Linked DNA regions of Rattus norvegicus: region 1 is linked to region 2. Evidence: chromatin contacts called from public Hi-C data. All regions are on one chromosome and are shown on one strand. The core of a region is the stretch at or near the end of the contact, and the rest is flanking DNA. Distances in the headings are between cores, read along the strand shown.

Evidence for each region. Hi-C and Micro-C count contacts between places; a contact is called where the count stands out from the background.
Region 1: a contact with region 2 is called in a Hi-C map of the A7r5 cell line, with 5 times the contacts expected there. The contact joins the promoter of Adam12 here to the enhancer-like site in region 2. A contact is called at or near these places in 5 of 12 Hi-C or Micro-C datasets (the A7r5 cell line, the Rat2 cell line, Schwann cells and 2 more).

Annotation. Positions count from the first base shown.
Region 1 is chr1:198,441,576-198,445,248 of GRCr8, forward strand. Adam12 (ADAM metallopeptidase domain 12) reads right to left here and starts at 2,105. Exons shown (of 23, transcript NM_001427293.1): 1 at 1,796-2,105. The coding sequence starts at 1,886. LOC134483951 (a long non-coding RNA gene) reads left to right here and starts at 3,304. Exons shown (of 2, transcript XR_010061156.1): 1 at 3,304-3,436.
Region 2 is chr1:198,322,356-198,326,055 of GRCr8, forward strand. The region is part of intron 3 of Adam12 (ADAM metallopeptidase domain 12); the gene reads right to left. Among named protein-coding and RNA genes, the nearest start is that of Adam12, 120 kb to the right of the region's middle. Within about 2 kb of position 1,551, at least 8 of the 93 cell types and tissues checked have an H3K27ac peak or open chromatin away from gene starts, as enhancers often do. A contact at or near this core is called in the A7r5 cell line, where this site is marked.

The sequences.
Region 1 (3,673 bases), core at 855-3,354, 120 kb after region 2:
TCCGGAGGAAGCAACAGATGTCGTTCTTGCAGCAGGGGAGATTGCTGGGGGTGCGGGGCTTGGGATCTGGGACTCTGTTTCAGACTTGTTTGTGCTGAGCCGTGCTGGAGCTCGGAGCAATGAACGAGGCTACAGTCAAACTCAAGATATACTCAGCCCTCGACAAGTAATGATTCCCATCATCTGCCAAAATGAGCAAATGCTTCGTGTGCTTTAAACATCCTCGATGACGAGACTTGGGGAATGGACTGAGAATCTAAGTGTAAACACACCATGGACTTGGAATATTAATATTAATATTAGACAATACTTAAACCACTACAAGCATGCTAGCCTGCTTTGCTGAAGATGTCTCCCCCATCCTAAGGCAAGACTCTGTCTACAGAGGCTACAGCCTCCCTCCCAGTGAAGGAACTCCCCGCTATTAGCTTTATTTAATAAACAATGACCTCTAAAATATATCAGCTGTGCCCGGACTTCTGTTTGTGTGTGTGGAGCATATGCCAAGTTCACGGCCAACTCAGGCATACTTTGAACCTCACAGGTTTACATGTTTCTAAGTGCACTTGCTGAACAACCTTCCAAGGAATCAGTTTGTACAGAACTCTCTCAAAAACACCTTAGACTGCGGTTTTCATCTGCAGGTCCCAGAGTTCGCTAAATAGGCTTCGGTGTTGTAGCCTTTTTCACTGATGTGCAACCGTCTAATTCAATCACCAATTTGCCAGGTTGATCTATTTTGCTGTGTCGGTATTTATGGGAGCTAGAATTTGGTTACGTTATGGTAAGACATGCTGGAGGGTCGAGGGTGACAGTGACAATTAAGAAATAAAATGTTTCTTGTTGGAAACAGTTGATGAAGGAGGGCTAGCTAGTTGTCGGAAACTAAACGCCTGATTACCTAGAATCACGGAAATGAGAGTTGGAGGTCAGGGCGAATCATTCATTGGTGAACAGCGCCCCTAGTGGCTAAAGGGGGCCGGCAGCGAGGGTGACCGGGGAAGCTCCGGAATTTTAAAAAGGCACCTGCTGTGAGTTCTCATTATAGGAACAGGGTCCACAGGTGCCCCGGCTTTAGGAAGATTCAACTCCGGAAAATACAAGTCTGTAAAAACTCCTTTAATGTATACACTTTCGTTAAACTCTGAAGTGGGTTCTCGTGCTACACAAGGTCTTGGTGTAAGCCCTTATTTGCTAACGATGAGCAAGAGAGGAGTTCTGTTAAAGTTTGATCCTTACTGACAATTAGGGAGGGAAGCCAGAAATCTCCAGATGAAACAAAAAAAGAGTAAAGAGCGCCGCGGGTACACCTGTGATGGGGGCGGGGCGCGTCCTCTGCGTCTCCCGGCTGTGTCAGAGTGGGGGGTGGAAAGGAAACTTCGTGGGGAGTTGACTCCGAAGCTGGTGAAGGAACTCACTACCCCACTGGATCAGTAAAACGACCCCACGCACACCCTCCCAGGAGACACGTGTAACTGTCAAGACACTAAGAGCCTTAGGAGCAAATGTCACTCCAAGAGGCGAGGCTATGCCTTTTCATTCAGACACTAGCAGCTTCAAGGTCCGCGAGCAAAACGTCTTCTTCCCCTGTGCCACCCCAACCCCCGGAGTGGGCACCTGGCAGGGGTAACCAGTGTCGGAGCGCCGGGAGCCTGAGCGGGGATGGAGGAGGGGTTCCTCAGATGCGCCCTGGTGCGTCTCCTCTCCTTGCCGCTGTGGCACTTGCGGAGACCCCGGCTTGTCGCGAGGTGGCTGAGATGGGACGCGCAGGCAGCCGCCTGTGCGGGTGACTTACCTCGGGCTGCACGGGGCGCCAGCAGGGCCCCAGCCAGGGCCAGCAGGAGGGCGCGGGCGGGGGGCGCGCGCCGCGCCGGGCGCTCTGCCATTGTCGCCGGCCTGGCGTGCAGCTGCTTCAGGGGCCCCGCGACCAGCGCTGCAGCATCCCACGCGGGCGCCGAGCCGGTGGACGTCCTACTGCCCCGAGTCTGCCACGACCCCCTCGCGCAGCGCCCGGGTCGCGGAGCAGCAAGTCTAGCCTTTCATTTTTCAAAAAAAAACTTTCTCCCCTCCCCGAGTGTGTGCGTGCGCGCGCGCGCTACTCTGGCACGAGCCGCCCTTGACCGTTGCAATAAATGAGCAGCCTGTCCGAGTTGGCGCCGGGGACCAGCGATCTGAGGGCGGGTCTGTGCAATGGATCCGCGGCCAGCAGTCGCCGTTCTCATTACCACGGAACAAATTAGCGTCTCCCCCGCACCCCGCCCGCCTGCGGCGTCCCGCGGGTCCTAGAGACCGCTCTGGGGTCCCCCACCGCCCGGGTCCTATCCACTCTCCGGGGTGGCTAGATGCAGGATGCCCCCAGACCCCTTGTGTGGGACGCCGCGTAGACCCGGCTTCGTGGCGCAAAGGCGCGAGAACGCACACTTCCCAGCCTCAGGATGATGTGGCCACGGGGCCCTGGGCGCCGGCAGCCAAGAGCACACGCGGCGCCGGGGTCCAGCTTTCCAGACTGAGGCTGGAAAGGATGACTGGGCTGCTAGCTGCTGGCTAGCTGGGTATCGGCGGGACCTGAGGAACAGGTCTGGGATGTGGTCCACAACCAGGCAGCCTGTGGCTGCCGCGTCCCAAACCACCAAACTAGTACCTCACACCTAAGGAATAAGATTGCATTTATAGTAGCAGACACTTGGGCACAGCGTTTTTTGGTGTGGTGCTCTGTTTTTGAGACTGATAGATTGGCCAAAGTTTCCTTTCAGTTGTCTAGACCCAGGAAAAGGGTCCAGATACATTCCAAACTTCACCAGTCTTATGCTTGGCTGGTTAGAGATGCAAATTGCAGCCTGGCTTGTTGATTAGTGCTCTTAATCCTAACATTTGATGGGCCGAGACAGGAGAGTTACTGCAAGTTTGAGGCTAACAAGGGGCTACACAGTGAGTTCTGGGCCAATCTGGACTACAAAGTGAGGTTCTGCCTCAACAACAAAAAAAGATGGTGGGCAAGGCCTGACTGGAGAGAAGTATCAGTTGCCAGGCATTCTCCTACATCTGTGGAATGAGCTGTTCTTCAGGAGCACAGCTAGGCAAGCACCAGTAAGAGAATGGAGGGCCTCATCTCAGGGTTGTAGTTGTGTCCTCTCTCTGCCTTCTCCTCATCAACCCCTCAGATTTCCTAAAAGGACTCTGGGTTCCTTAGAACCAAGTAAGAAGCAGCAGGGGCCAGACAGACAGAGCAGCAACACATCTGGAGAATAACAGCCACTGTGGTCCCTAACATGGGAATTTCTTAGAACTTGTAAGGGTTCAAGACCTCCATCCAGGCCAATGAATTCAGAACCCATCTTGGACCTGGCAGTTTTCAAAGCCTCAGTTGATAACACTGCGGCTGAACAGAGATTCTGTTCTGATCCTACGACTTGCCCTCTTCTGGAATAGGTCCACGGTAAGAGGAGAGTGGGATTGGGGAAGGCTGGGTTCTTGACCACCTCCCTGGAAAGTAGCCTTACCAGCTGCCTCTCACCAGCAGTGGTCTGCAGCAGTCTCTCACTTCAAAAGAATGACATAGGACCTTAAAAGTGAGAGGCTTCATACTAGAGTCAGAACAGGTACCCTTTGAAGTCATCCCAGCTGGTAGCCACCCTTGCTTGTACATCGTCCTGGTGTTTAGTCAATCAGAATT
Region 2 (3,700 bases), core at 301-2,800:
AAGCCATGGCTGGAACCCCAGGCTCCTCAGGATGCCAAAGTCTCTGTGCTGGGGCAGAAATAGGTAGACACATAATTTAACTGTGGACTTTGACATGGAAAAGAACAGTACACAGTGGTGCCACGTACATGCCTCTTTTTTCTATCACAAGATGCAGTAGACTCTCAAGATCTCATGCAACTTTCTTCTCCTTGTGGAAGCTCCCAATGCCAGGGATGGAACCTAATCAAGGCCGTGTAGAGGGAGGCATAGCCAACCCTTGTGGGAAATTGCCCTCTACCCATGTATACTCACTTCATAACTTTACCTCTTCCTTCCTTTTTCCCCTCTAGACATATTCATCACATCTGTATGTCCAGAGCGTCTGAGATGGCTACAGGACACTGCAAGGAGCATACTCATATTATGTTATCACTCATCCATGCTCAAGCAATAGGGACAATATTGTAAGAATCCCACCTAGAGTGGCCTAGCCATCAAATCTTTTTGCTAGGTTTCTTCTGCTTAATTCCTGGATGATTCTGCAGCAGGCAAATGAAATGACTAGTAATAAGTGTGTAATTGAAACCAGATTGGGCATTTATTGATTCTTACTTTGTGTTCACTCAGCTCACACATCTTCCAAACTTCTCTTAGCACTCTGGGAGGCAGGGACTAATAATGTTAATCTCCATGTAGACTCAATGAAAGCAACTTCTAGTGGTGTGTGTGTGTGTGTGTGTGTGTGTGTGTGTGTGTGTGTTGGGAGCATGATATAGGGGTAGCTTGAGGAATTCATATTGACTTCATTGAATGAGTAAACCATACATTCTTAAATTTCTGGGTTTTGCTTTTTTACCCCTTTTCTTCCTTTTGTTTATGCATTGAGACATGGTCTCATGTAGTCTAAAATGTCCTTTATCTCCAAATGTAGTCAATGATGACCTTGACCTCTGAATCCTCTTGCCTCTACCTAAGTCCTGACATTACAGCCATGTACCAACCACTACATCTGGTTTAATGAAGTGCTAGAAATTGAAGCCAGGGCTTTGCACATGCTAGGCAAGCACTCTTTCAACTGAGCTCCATCCTTCATCACTAATGCTGGCTATTTGAAAATGAAAACACCTACAATAAAACATGCCTTATTTCTCAGAGACATGTAAATATCTAAGCATTTTGGTGAAGTTCCCGGATGGGAGATGGTGCTGACATCTCTATCCTTAGTCTAGCTTGCAGCTTGGAGGGAAAAGGGCCTTTGACAGAGTTACGATGGTAATGGCGTTCTTGCAGGGAAACAAGTATGACTCTAGTGACTGACTGCAACAAGTTTCTCAAATCCTACATTGACTAGTTGAGCAAAAATTCATAGTACTATTCAGATCTGGTGGTGAGCTGGGAGTAGAAAATTCCTGTTGCTTAAATTCTCGTCATTTCCAGACTGCCTACTCATGTTTTGGTTATTCTGTGGTGATTCAAAGATAAGTGTTCAGCCATAAAATAGTGGGCTAGATTGTCTTGAGTACTTAGAAACGAAGGCTAAGATATCTAAACAATTCATCAAATGTGTCTCTGATGCATAGTATTGTGTATGCCTCTAGTCCAGCATTGGTAGTAATCATGAGACATCTGTAGCACAGCCTGTACCTTCATCTGGCCCGAACAACACGCTGAGAGATAAGACCACTAGTAAAAGACATCTGGGGAACAAACATGAGTCATTGGCTCCTTACCATACTGCCTATATTGGAGGTAACAAACACAGCCTGCTGATAAGAGGTTGTGAGGGAGGGCAAGGGATGCTCTTCGAAGTGGAAGAACAGGCCTGGAAAGTTTCTGGAAATCTTTGACTAAGTATGTGTTGGGGAATCATGGTAACTGCCATAGGAAGATTATACTCTTAGCTAAACAGTGGGGCCCTAAATCTGCTCCTCTAGCAGGTTAAGTGCAGCTTAAAATCTACGCAGCTTTTACTGATATCTATTATTGTATGTGTCTGACATTGAGGACCCCATAAAGAGCTCCCAAGTAGCTTGTATACCATTAGTACCTTCAATCTTAGTAATAGGGACAATGAAAAGCACACACTATGACAAAGCTGCATGGGACAAGAGAAGGGGAAAACTCCACTTGAATTGGGATAAGACAGGAGGCTTAGAAACAACACGAAAAGCTCTGGAGAAGGTGGTCTCAGGCTGTACGCTTGAGACTATATAGATGGCAATGCACCAAGTGAAGGAAAGGATGGGTGTCTAATCTTGATTGTCTACTTGACTGGACTGAGAAACTTACATTAATAGACTAGCCTCTGAGCATGTCTGTGAGGGTGTTTCCAGCCGTGTTTCCTTCGATCAGGAGGACACTGAGTCATTGCTGGATTCAGGATCTGAACAGACTATTTAGAACAGCGGTTCTCAACCTTCCCCATACTGTGACCCTTGAATACAGTTCCTTATGTTGTGGTGACCCCAATCCTAAAACTATTTAATTGCTAGTTTGTAACTAAATTTTGCTACTGTTGGGAATCAAAGTGTAAATATTTGACATGCAGCACATCTGATATGTGACCCCTGAGGGGGTTGAGACCCACAGGTTGAGAAGCCCTGACTGAGTGGAACTGCTGAAAACAAAGCTCATAGCATTCATTGGCAATGCGCCACTGTAGAATATATTTTGGCCCCAGATCCTTCCTGCTCCATCTCTTTTACTCTTGCTATCATGAGGTAAGCAAGTTGGCCACATTCATCCACCACAATGAGCTGCCTCAGCACAGGCCTAGAAGCAAAACAATCAACTGACCATGGACTAAAACTCCTGAAAGCACAAGTCAGAAGCAAATCTTTCCTCCCTTAACCTTTTTCTAAGGACTTTGGTCATGGTGATAAAAATCCCATCACTAACACAGGTGGAACTAGACAAGAGAGCATTGAGGGCAGAGACATGGAGGTGTTGGCTGTGGAGGAGAAGCCAGCAATGCATGATAAGGAGTGGAGGAAGCCTGCAATATAGGATGAGGAGTGTTGAGGAGGTGCTAAGCAGGAGTGAACACAAAAAGAAAGAAGAAAGTGGGATTGTAACATAGAGTCCTACCATGGAGACACCTAGAAACACTAGGGCATCCCCTCCTGGGATAGTATCAACTGTCGACCTGACAGACCTAGAAATCACCCAAGAGACAAGCCTCCAGGCACACCTATAAGGGGTTGTTCAGATTAGGTTAGCCTCTAAGCATGTCTTGATTTGGCTAATTAGGATACAAAAAACCACTATGAAGGATGGCAGCACATACCCGAGGCTTGGGTCCTGTAGTGCCTAAAAGAAGTGAGATAGTGGAGTATGGGCATTCATTGCTTTCTGCTTCCTGATTGTGGAAGCAGTATAATCAGATGCCTCAAGGTGCTGTCATGACTTCCTGTTTTGATGGGCTATACTCTTTAACTGTAATCTGAAGTAAATCCATCCTTTTTCCTTAGAGAGCTTTGGGCATTTTTATCTCAGAATAGGAAAAGTGCCTAATATAGCTCCCAGCAATGGGGATCAACTAGTGGTGTCCTAGGGTTTCTATTGATGCTATGAAACACCATGACCAGAAAAGCAAGTTGGAGAGGAAAGGGTTTATTTGGCCTACATTTCACATTGCTGTTCATCATCAAAGGAAATCAGGACAGAAACTTAAGCAGGGCTGGAACCTGGAGACAAGACTGACACAGAGGCCAAGGAG